Regions from separate parts of the Sus scrofa genome. Here region 1 is linked to region 2. A link is a contact called in public promoter capture Hi-C data. All regions are on one chromosome and are shown on one strand. Each heading gives the region's core, a stretch centred on a gene start, on an enhancer-like site or on the middle of the called end of the contact. The rest is flanking DNA. Distances are from core to core; before and after follow the strand shown. Region 1 holds the start of TRIOBP (TRIO and F-actin-binding protein). Region 2 overlaps TRIOBP (TRIO and F-actin-binding protein).

Evidence for each region. Promoter capture Hi-C pulls out the DNA fragments that hold promoters and counts their contacts.
Region 1: a promoter capture Hi-C map of liver shows a contact between it and region 2, with 2.3 times the contacts expected there. The contact joins the promoter of TRIOBP here to the enhancer-like site in region 2. A contact is called at or near these places in 1 of 5 promoter capture datasets (liver), 11 of 47 Hi-C or Micro-C datasets (alveolar macrophages, blood, embryonic fibroblasts and 7 more) and 1 of 2 datasets of contacts at active chromatin or transcription factors (skeletal muscle).

Annotation. Positions count from the first base shown.
Region 1 is chr5:10,130,331-10,135,177 of Sscrofa11.1, reverse strand. TRIOBP (TRIO and F-actin-binding protein) reads left to right here and starts at 2,510. Exons shown (of 23, transcript XM_021091502.1): 1 at 2,510-2,656; 2 at 3,573-3,727. The coding sequence starts at 3,614.
Region 2 is chr5:10,096,895-10,101,682 of Sscrofa11.1, reverse strand. TRIOBP (TRIO and F-actin-binding protein) reads left to right here. Exons shown (of 23, transcript XM_021091502.1): 10 at 1,647-1,784. Among named protein-coding and RNA genes, the nearest start is that of TRIOBP, 33 kb to the left of the region's middle. Within about 2 kb of position 2,167, at least 17 of the 83 cell types and tissues checked have an H3K27ac peak or open chromatin away from gene starts, as enhancers often do. A contact at or near this core is called in liver, where this site is marked.

The DNA of each region.
Region 1 (4,847 bases), core at 1,261-3,760, 33 kb before region 2:
GAACCCAACCAGTATCCATGAGGATGTGGGGTCAATCCCTGGCCTCACTCAGTGGGTTAAGGATCCAGTGTTGCCCTGAGCTGTGGTATAGGTCACAGACACGGCTCGGATCCTGTGTTGCTGTGGCTGTGGTTTAGGCCGGCAGCTGCAGCTCTCATTCGACCCCCAAGCCTGGGAATTCCCTTGTGCCCCAACTGCAGCCCTAAAAAGCAAAAGCAAAAAAAAAAAAAGAAGTAATGTTTTCCCCACACCAGCCACTTCCGGGCCCTCCTGCCTCATTTTTCTCCTTAGCACCTATTCCCAGGCGACATACTCTATTGCTTGTTTATTTTGTTTGGGATCTGTTTGTCTCCACTAGAATGTAAAAGCACCCTGAAAAAAGGAGGTTTACTCTTTTGTTTGCTGTTGTGTCCTCAGCACCCACAACTGACAATTCATTAAATATTAGATTTTGAGGAGGCTCCAGATTTTGCTGACTTGGAGGAGGCTGGCTAGTAGGCTGTGGCCATCTCCTGAGCTTCAAATTCAAACCAAGTACCGTGGCTCAGAGAGGGCAGGTAACTCTCAAGATCACACAGCCAGGAAGTACTAGAGACTCGCTACTCTCTGTTTTGTTTACAGTAATTGCGACTGAGCAGAAAGATTATTATCCTTGTTATGAAGGTGTGCTTTCACCTGTTCCATCCTGGGCCAGGATGACCTGTTCAGGGGTCCATCTCTCCCACTGGTCAGTAGGCTTCTCTTTCACAAGGAGCCATATTTCATTCATATTGCCATTTCCCTGGTGCCCAGCACAGGCCTGGTATGTACCAGGCACCTATGAATGTCTGAGCGAATTAGTGAACAAAGAGGCTCTGTAGTGGCAGGTAGAGTCCAGACCCACCAGGATTTTAGTCTTGACTTTGCCACTTACTAGCTGTGTGGCGTAGGCGAGTTAGTTAATTTCCCTGATCCTAGTTGCTATGAGATGAGGATGCTGGTACTTAATCCTTCAGATTACTATGCAACCTGTAACCTGTAAATATAAAGATTTGAAATAGGACCTGGCACATAGTGCAGAGTGCTAGCTTTAAAAAAGGCAGATTTTAAATTTATTTTTATTTACTATTACTTTTTCTTTTTATGGCTGCAGGGTGGGCCACATGGAAGTTTCCAGGCCAGGGGTTGAATTAGAGCTCCATCTGCACCCTATGTCACAGCCATGGCGACACCTGATCCTTAACCCACTGGTCAAGGCCAGGGATCAAACCTGCATCCTCACAAAGATGTCAGGTCCTTAACCTGCTGAGCCACAGCAAAAACTGCTATGTTTTATTTTGTTGGCCATGCCCACAGCAAATGGAAGTTGCCCAGCCAGGGATCGAACATGCACCACAGTGGCAACCTGAGCCACAGCAGTGACAACTCTGGGTCCTTAACCTAGTGAGCCACCAGGGAACTCTAAAAGCAGATTGTTTTTTTTTTTTTCAAGGAAAGAGCTGTGCATTTCGTGACTGAGTTCCGCTTCAGTGGAAGTGTGCGAATGGATGCGCAAATGGTCAAAAATCCTAGGCATTTCATTTCATCCTCACAAGTACCATTAGAAGCCCCATTTTACAGATAAGAAAACTGAGGCCCAGGGAGGTTAAGTCTCTAGCCTAAGGTCTGCGCTAAAGCCAGCCTAGGGGACTGTAGCGGGACTGAACGGAAGGGAAAGAGATTAGAAGAGGCCAGACCCGCCAGTACCAGGCCTCTCAAGAGCCCCTTGGGAACCCAGACACTGCTGCTCAGGCTAAACGTGCGGCGGGTCCCGCACTCTGAGGCATCTGGGCGCCGCCCGCCTCCGCCCCTCCCCTTGTCCTCGGGTTGTCCAATCCTACACTCTTCATGTAAATGAAGCACCTAGATCGAGCCTATGCGAGAGCGGAGGGGGCGTGGTCTTCATCCCCCTCCCGGGCAACGTTCTGATTCATTGTTAAAATAGAGAGGCTATGACCCCTGGCACCCCACCCCCGCACCCCCCTGTGTGTGGAAACCCGAGCCGAGGTCAGCGCCACGAGCCGAGAGGTTGGAAGAGAGTGGAGGCAAGTGGGGAAAGGTAGAGGGGGTGAGGGACTCTGGGAGGGACTGGCTGAATGGCTGGATGGAGAGGTCCAGGGGTCCATTCTCCGGGTGGGGCATGTGTGTCCACCGAAGGTTTTTCATTGTTATATCCACACCCAAAGTGCATTTTAGAGAAGAATTCTGCCGGTTGGCTGGGAGTGGGGAGGAGGAAGCGGGAGCGGTGAGGGGCACAAGTAGTGGAGCCCCCCACACTTGCCCCTAGGGAAATAAACGGCCGTTCTCCGTCTGAAGCGATGCTTCTTTATGTGGCGCGACTGGGAATGAACCGCCCAGGCTGGGCCGGACCGACGCGCTCCCCCCACCCCGCCCCCTCCACCACTAGGAGCGGGGAGACGACGCGTCGACGGAGACCTCGGGGAGGGGGGGGCGCCGAAGGGCCAGTGAGAGCCCCCCAACCCCCACCGTGCCTTGCCACCTCCCCAGGTCTGATGGTGAAGGAGCCAGGAATCTTCTCCCTGGTGGCCCCAGGGGAGAACGTGAAATTCCCTCGCTCTCCGCTGAGATTGGCAGCTAAGGCCGGATCCCCTGGGACGCTTTGGAGGAAGCTGCACAGGTATGAGCAAGTGACCTGGGGGCACGGTAAGGTGCGGGCGTGTTTGGGTGTGGATTCCTTTCCCTCCCACCCCCTCCTGGGGCTCTGGGCTGAGGAGGGCATCTTCAAGTCACTCTTCTGACAGGGCTTCCCCTCCTCAAGGCCTGGCCCTGGAGTCCTGAGCTCAAGTCCCATCACCAGGCTCTCTCTTTGGCTAAGCTCTGCCACACTCGCTGTATGACCTTATGTTTTCCCTTTCATCCATGATTTTGTCCTCACCTCCGAAAATACCTCACTGGCCTCTTGCCTCATTCCCAGTGTTTCCCAAGGGTCCTGTGTGAGTTGGCAGTGGGATCCAGTGTCACTCACGTCCACCCCTGAGAGGGTGGGGAGACACACAGCCAGGGTTTTAATCTAGTCCAGCCATTGGGGCTTTGAACAAGTTATGGAACCTCTGTGGAACTTAGTTGCTTTATCTGAAATTGGCATTAATTTGATCTACAACGCAGGATAACTGTAAGGCAAGGGCACTCAAACTTTGGGGTTCGTTGGAATCACCTAGGAGACGTGTATAAAACGCATTGTATATATGCCTTGTGTAAGTGCGTCACCTCAGAGATTCTGCTGGGTGGAGCTGGGAGGGAACTGGGAATATGCATTTTATGAGCAGCTCAGCTGAGTCTAATAATGCAGGGTCCTCAAAATACACTTCGAGCAACACTGCAGTCATGACTAGAAATCACATGTCAAATGCTTGGCAGAGTGCCTGGTGCTTAGGAAATGCTTCATGAGTGTTTGTTGAGTGAATAAATGAACAGCTGGAAGAATTGATGGATAACCTCATTTCCTTGGTTCTTGTCTGTCTGGGGCTGGGACTGGAGTCTGGGTGGGCTGCCAGCCAGTCATCTGGCCTTTGCCTTCCCCCCATTCTTCCCAGGCCCCACCATCGGATCCCAGGAGCTGCCCCGGCCGGCCGATATGGAGGGGGTGGCTGGGAATGCCCCCTCTGAACGCTTTGAGGCTAATATGCTTGCCCAGAGCTGCTGTCAAAACTGCTTCCACCCTGAGGAGGCCCACAGAGCAAGACACCAGGTGGGCAGGCTTTCCTGAGTGGTCGGGGGGTGGGGGGGTTGTGATGGGGTGGTGGGGGGTGGGGTCTTTGATGGAGAGGGAAGCTGGCTGGGCCACCAACTTGCAGCTGAGCTCAGACATGGACCTTCCTGCTGGGCTGAGCCTCAATTTTCCCATCTGTACAGTGGGTGGTGGGACCATGTTAAAGTTTCCCAAAGGCTAGTCATTCTCTTCCTTTTATGACTTTTTTTTTTTTGCCAATCCTCCTATAATCTATTACTTACATTATTGTTCTTGAAATCAATACCATTTTTCCCCTTATACTAAAGGAGAACTTCACGTTGCCACCACAAATAGAAAACTAGGATGTCCTTTATATAGAAGGGAAAAAGGAAAGAAAGAAAAAGAAAAACACCCCAGAAATATCATCAAATTCTAAGAATGTGTTGTCAGCTAAAGGCTCTGATCAAATCCTGCTGTCTCTCCGTTAAAATGGGAGACTGATGGGTGTTGGGGATTAAATGTACCCCCCACCCTCTGGAGACTTCCTCCTTGAAGGTATTGAAGAAGGAAGGGGAGGTATTTTCTCACTTTGTGATTGTGTGGTTTTTGGCTAAGCCCTGGGGTAAATGCCAGGCGGGCCAGCGTTCCAGTCCTAGGTTTGCCGTTTACCTGCTGTGTGACCTTGGGTCATTGCCCTCTCTGGTTTCCCTCTCCTAATGGGTAAAGTGGGGCAACAGTGCTTCTCCCTAAAGGCGTCTGGCCCTGCTTAGCCCGAGTCACATGTGGCTAAATCAGGATACATTCGTTTCCTCTCCTGCTTCCCCACCAGAAAAATGAACCTGAAAGACTCTTTTCTACCTGTCTTGATACCTCCAATCACAGCTCCTCTGTCCTCAGTCTCAAGTTCAGGGAACAGAGGCCTGAAAACCCTGTGAGTCCGCCTCCCATGCAAATGACCTTCTCCCAGTGGGTGGAGAGACGGCAAGTGTGGAGCAGGAGGAGAAACTGGGGTTCGGACAGGTCTGAGTTCTGGTTTCAGTCCTACCACTTCCCAGCTGAGACTTTGGGCCAGCTCACATGTTCACATATATTGAAGAGGAGCTTCAAATGTGCCAGGCATCAGGCTGGATGTTGGGGA
Region 2 (4,788 bases), core at 918-3,417:
ACCAAGGGGGTACGGAAGTCAGCTGGGCCTGGAGGCTCTCCAGGGTCCCGGGGCGGGGCGGGAGAGCAAGGGTGGGACCCGCCGAGGCTGCCCTGAGGCCTGGCTGCAGCTGGAGCAGCTGCTCCGCCCCGCCCCTGCCCATGACCTGCCAAACAGACTGTTCTCATCACCCGCAGCCTCCAGAGAGGTGAGGTCAGAGCCGAGGGCCTGGGGCAGCGGGAGGCGGGGAGGAGACAGGGCTGTTTGAGGCTGAGCTCTCCTAATCCTGCTGTCCTGCTGTTCCCTCGAAGCCGGGTGTGATGGGGGGCGTCTGTCTGGCAGCCCAGAGCCCCAAAATCTGGCCCTGCTGCTAGTCAGAGCTGGGGGGATAAAGAGCAGATGGGGAAACAAGGGGCAGGACAGTTGTCCTAGATCACATAGCTGGTTGGTGGCGGTGGCTGGGCTCCAATTAGGACCCAGGGCTCAGGACTCCCAGCAACGCCGCTTCCCGGCTCTGCCCTGATTGCCAGCGTGGCCTCCCGCCATAGAAGCAGCAACCTAAACTGCTTGGTGGGCCAGGTTTGCCATCTGTGAAATGGGAGAGGACAGGGGACTGGTCACTAAGCACCCTGCCCGCTCTCACAGGGACTCTGGCACCGTTGCGCTTCCTCTTTCTGGATTATTTCCTCATACTTCCTGGGGTGTGTGAACAAAGAGGAAATAGCAATGCAGGGGTCCCCCTCCAGTCATCATGAAATAGGCCGGCCCCAGCAACATAGAAAACCTCTCACTCCACCTCCGGGAAGCCTGGGTTGGACAGAATTGATAACTGCCTCCTTCATGCAGCATGCATGCAGGCAGGCAGGCACTCACAAACCCTCAGAGAGCACTTGTGCCTGGGTGTGGGCCAGAGGTGAACTGGAGCCCGGGCACAGAGCCCACGGTCTAGTGTCAGGGCTGTGATGGGGATGTGGTGACAGAGTGGGGACCCTCCTCCCCCCAAAACCCCCTGGACCTGTGTTTTGATGCTTCATGTCCCATGTCCAGAGACTCTGGACTCTGGAGAGTTGGGACAGCTGAGCTCTGTCCTGCCTCTGCCAGTCACCTGCTATGTGATGTTGGGCAAATGCCTCTGCCATACTGGGGTCTCAGTTTCCCCAACAAGGACAACTCCAAAGGGGGTGCGCCTGGGGGCTCTGCTGGGTGTGGCTGTAGACGCCTGTGACTCCTTCACAAAGGTGAGGAGAGAGGCGGATGGGGGGCCCCGGGGTTAGGAGGCCCATGGGTGAGCCCTTGGCTCCCATGGTTGTTGGGAGAAGAAAGAGGGGCCCAGAGTTTCTCCATCTTTAGACATTTCAAGAGCAGCTGGAAGTATGTAGTTATAGACTAAACCTCTTGATTATTTAATACTGGAACGTGATACAAATAATCTGAAAACCCCATGCGGGCTGAACACACATCTGTGGTCCCCAAGCCCCTCCTGCTCATCCCCAGGGGTGCCGAGCCCCGGGAGAGCTGTCGGCCGACACCACGCGGTGTGGACAAGAAAGATGGGGACCCAGGGCCTTTGAGGTGGGCATGGCAGCACGGGCAGGGGAGGCTGTCGTCAGAGACTCCCCCATCCCATCAAAGGGACTTGGGGACCAACACTGGACCCTGTTTGACAGGCAGACAAGAGGCCAGCAGAGGGCAAGGCCGGGAGCCCGCTCAAGGGCCGACTGGTGACCTCATGGCGGATGCCCGGGGACCGTCCCACGCTGTTCAATCCGTTCCTGCTGTCTCTGGGGGTCCTCAGGTGGCAAAGGGTAGGCTGGCTCCAGTGGGGCGGGAGGGGTGAGGGTGGGGAGAGGGGGGAGGGGAGGGAAGAGGCTGGTGTTAGTCAAAGAAGAGTGAGGCGGGGCCGAGAGAGCGCGATTTGAGGCCCCCATGGTCTCTGAAGTGAGTGGGGTGTCTCACCTGCAGGACCAGGCTGGGGCCCTTTTCAGCTTTCAGGGTAAGGGTGATGGAATAATCCACGCAGCCGAAAGCTCCCAATCAGCAAACAGGCCGAGGGGAGCCAGACTGGGGGAAGGGGGAGAGGGAAGGGGGCCGGTGAGGGGCTCCGGATTGCAGAGCGTGTCTCAGACCTGGGCCCAGGCCAGTTGCACAAACATCTGGCATTACGTAACCCATCGCCTGCCCAGAGAGGGCTGTAAACACTCAGGCCTCTGGTTCAGGGTTTCCTCCAGGGCAGAGAGGGGAGGCAGCTGTGACCTGCTCTCTCCTGCCCCCTCCACAATGGGAGGGAAGAGGCCCAGCCACCTCCAGGGGCCACAGGCAGGCTTGTGGGGTCTCTTGTCTCAGTGACAGGCTGACCGTTGTACTCTCATTGGCTTGGGGGCTGGTGCTTGGCGGGCAGGTGAAAGTATACCCATTCTACAGATGAAGGACTGAGACCCAGGGAGGTGAGGCTGACATGCCCAGGGTTGCCCAGCTAGGGTTTAGAGGAGCCAGCCTCTTGCTGATTTTCCTTATGCCTGGATAGAATGGCTGCAGCCAGATGCACCAAGCCGCAGCAGCCACATCTGCCTAATGGGGAAAAAAATCTATGGAGCCGATCAGATCAGGGTGGCAGGAAGGGCTCAGAGAAATCAGGATGCACAGAGGCGTGATGGGGGGAGAGGTGGTGTCCAAACACTAACTTTTCCATCCATTTCTTTCTTTCTTTTTTTTTGTCTTTTTAGGGTCACACTCACGGCATATGGAGGTTCCCAGGCTAGGGGTCGAATCGGAGCTACAGTTGCTGGCCTACACCACAGCCACAGCAACGCGGGATCCTTAACCTTCTGAGCGAGGCTGGGGATCGAACCTGAATCCTCATGGATACCAGTCGGATTCATTAACCACTGAGTCACGACGGGAACTCCCATCCACTCCATTTCTATATACTAATAATGAAAGCGCAGCAAGATAAATCAGAGCAACCATCCCCTTCATAATTTCCTCTCTGCTGCTCTTTGGGGGTTAAGGCACAAGGATAACCAGGCAAACGTGTGGTTTTTCTGGGCAGGAGGGTGGTATCTTGAAGCCATGGGCGGGAATTACCTTATCAGCCTAACTAAAGGTCACTGCAACACAGTCGTTCCAGCGGGAGGGGGCAGCTAAGTTCCTGGTTTGGGGGGGGGGAGAAATGGGGAAATGGGCTCTGGGATGATATTGATGGTGATGATAGTCAGCATTTATTGTGCACCTACTATGTGCCCAGTTCTGTGTCCAGCACATGGCATCCCTGGCTGCATGGATTCCTCACCATTCAGTTCGTATTGTCCACTTATAGATGAAGAAAGGCAACTCCCTTGTTCTGGGTCACACAAAAGGGAGAGCTAGGATTTGAACCCTGCTCTGGCTGACTTCACCACCCCCTCCACCTCTGTGCATCCTGATCTCCCTCAATCCTTCTTGCAGCCCCGAGAGTTCTGGTAGGTTTTCCCCATTAGACAGATGTGGCAACTGAGGCTCAATGAGTTTGTAGCTGTTCTCTTATCAGGGAAAGAGGCAAATCAGGAGCTGAGAGATGGAACTACTGGTGGAGCCTCCCAGACAGTTGCTTAGAGCAGCTTCAAACATTTTTTGGGCTAGAGAGTGAAATTAGTCCCAGGTCAAGAGCCAGGAAGCCTGGACTAGAGTTCTGTCCCTGCCCCTAACTTGTGTGACTTTGGGCCATTATCTCCCTTCTTTGAGCCTCATATCATTATCCTCAGTGGAGAAACAGTTTGAGAATGGATAATCCCAGCGTTTGGTGGCTCTGTTTGATAAGTCACTTCTGGGTCCCCGAGGCTGTGTCATCCCTGTCCTACCAGGACAAGCTGCGGTAGAGAAGCTTTTGTGCATTTGTTCACTTGACCAGTGTTTACTAAGGACCTGGTGTGGGCTGAGGCCCAGGGCTGGCCTACAAGATAGAACAAAACCCACTCTGCGCCCGCCCACAAGGAACTCACAGTTTGTGCGGACACTGACATAGAACTGGTGAGAACACAGTGTGGCCATGGCTTGGGCTGGGGAGTGTCCAGAGGCCAGGAGCTCTGGGCAGGGAGCTTCTAAGTCTGTGCTGGGGGGCACTCTGGCTTCCTTTGGACTGCGATTTGAAGGGTGAGGAGGAATTTTCCAGGCAAACAAACATCTGGAGGGAAGGGAGGCAGAGGGTAAGTGTATGTGTGTGTGTGTACGCGCGTGTTGGGACATAAGAGGACAGGAAGGGAAGTATTCCAGACACAGCACAGAACACCTGGTGCAGTTAGGGAGGGACAGGGGACCTGGCTTATGCTGGGAACTCCCAGTGGTCCCCTGCTGTATATCCCATGTGTGTGGAGCATGCGTGTCTAATGATGGAGGCGAGCAGGTGGGGCCAGATGATAATGGACACTGACTGCCTGGCATAAGAATGGACCTATCAGCTTTGCAGAAGTGAAGAACTTGGAGCAGGGCAGTGGTCTGAGCACCATGTTGCGGGTACTACCCGGGGAGTCTCAGTGGCCAAGAAACCAGCAAGGAGGCTGGTGTGGTCAAAGAGCCCACACCACTGTGCCTAGGGCATTGGTGGTAGCTGAGGCCTTCTGTTTTGTTTTGTTTTCATTTTCTTTCTTTTGAGGGCCACACCTATGGCCTGTGGGAGTTCCTGGGCTCGGGGTCCAATTGTAGCTACAGCTGCTAGCCTATGCCACAGCCACAGCAATGCCGGATCCTTTAACCCTCTATGTGAGGCCAGGGATCACACACACCCATATCCTCTTGCATACTAGTTGGGGTCTTAACCTGCTGGGCCACGACAGG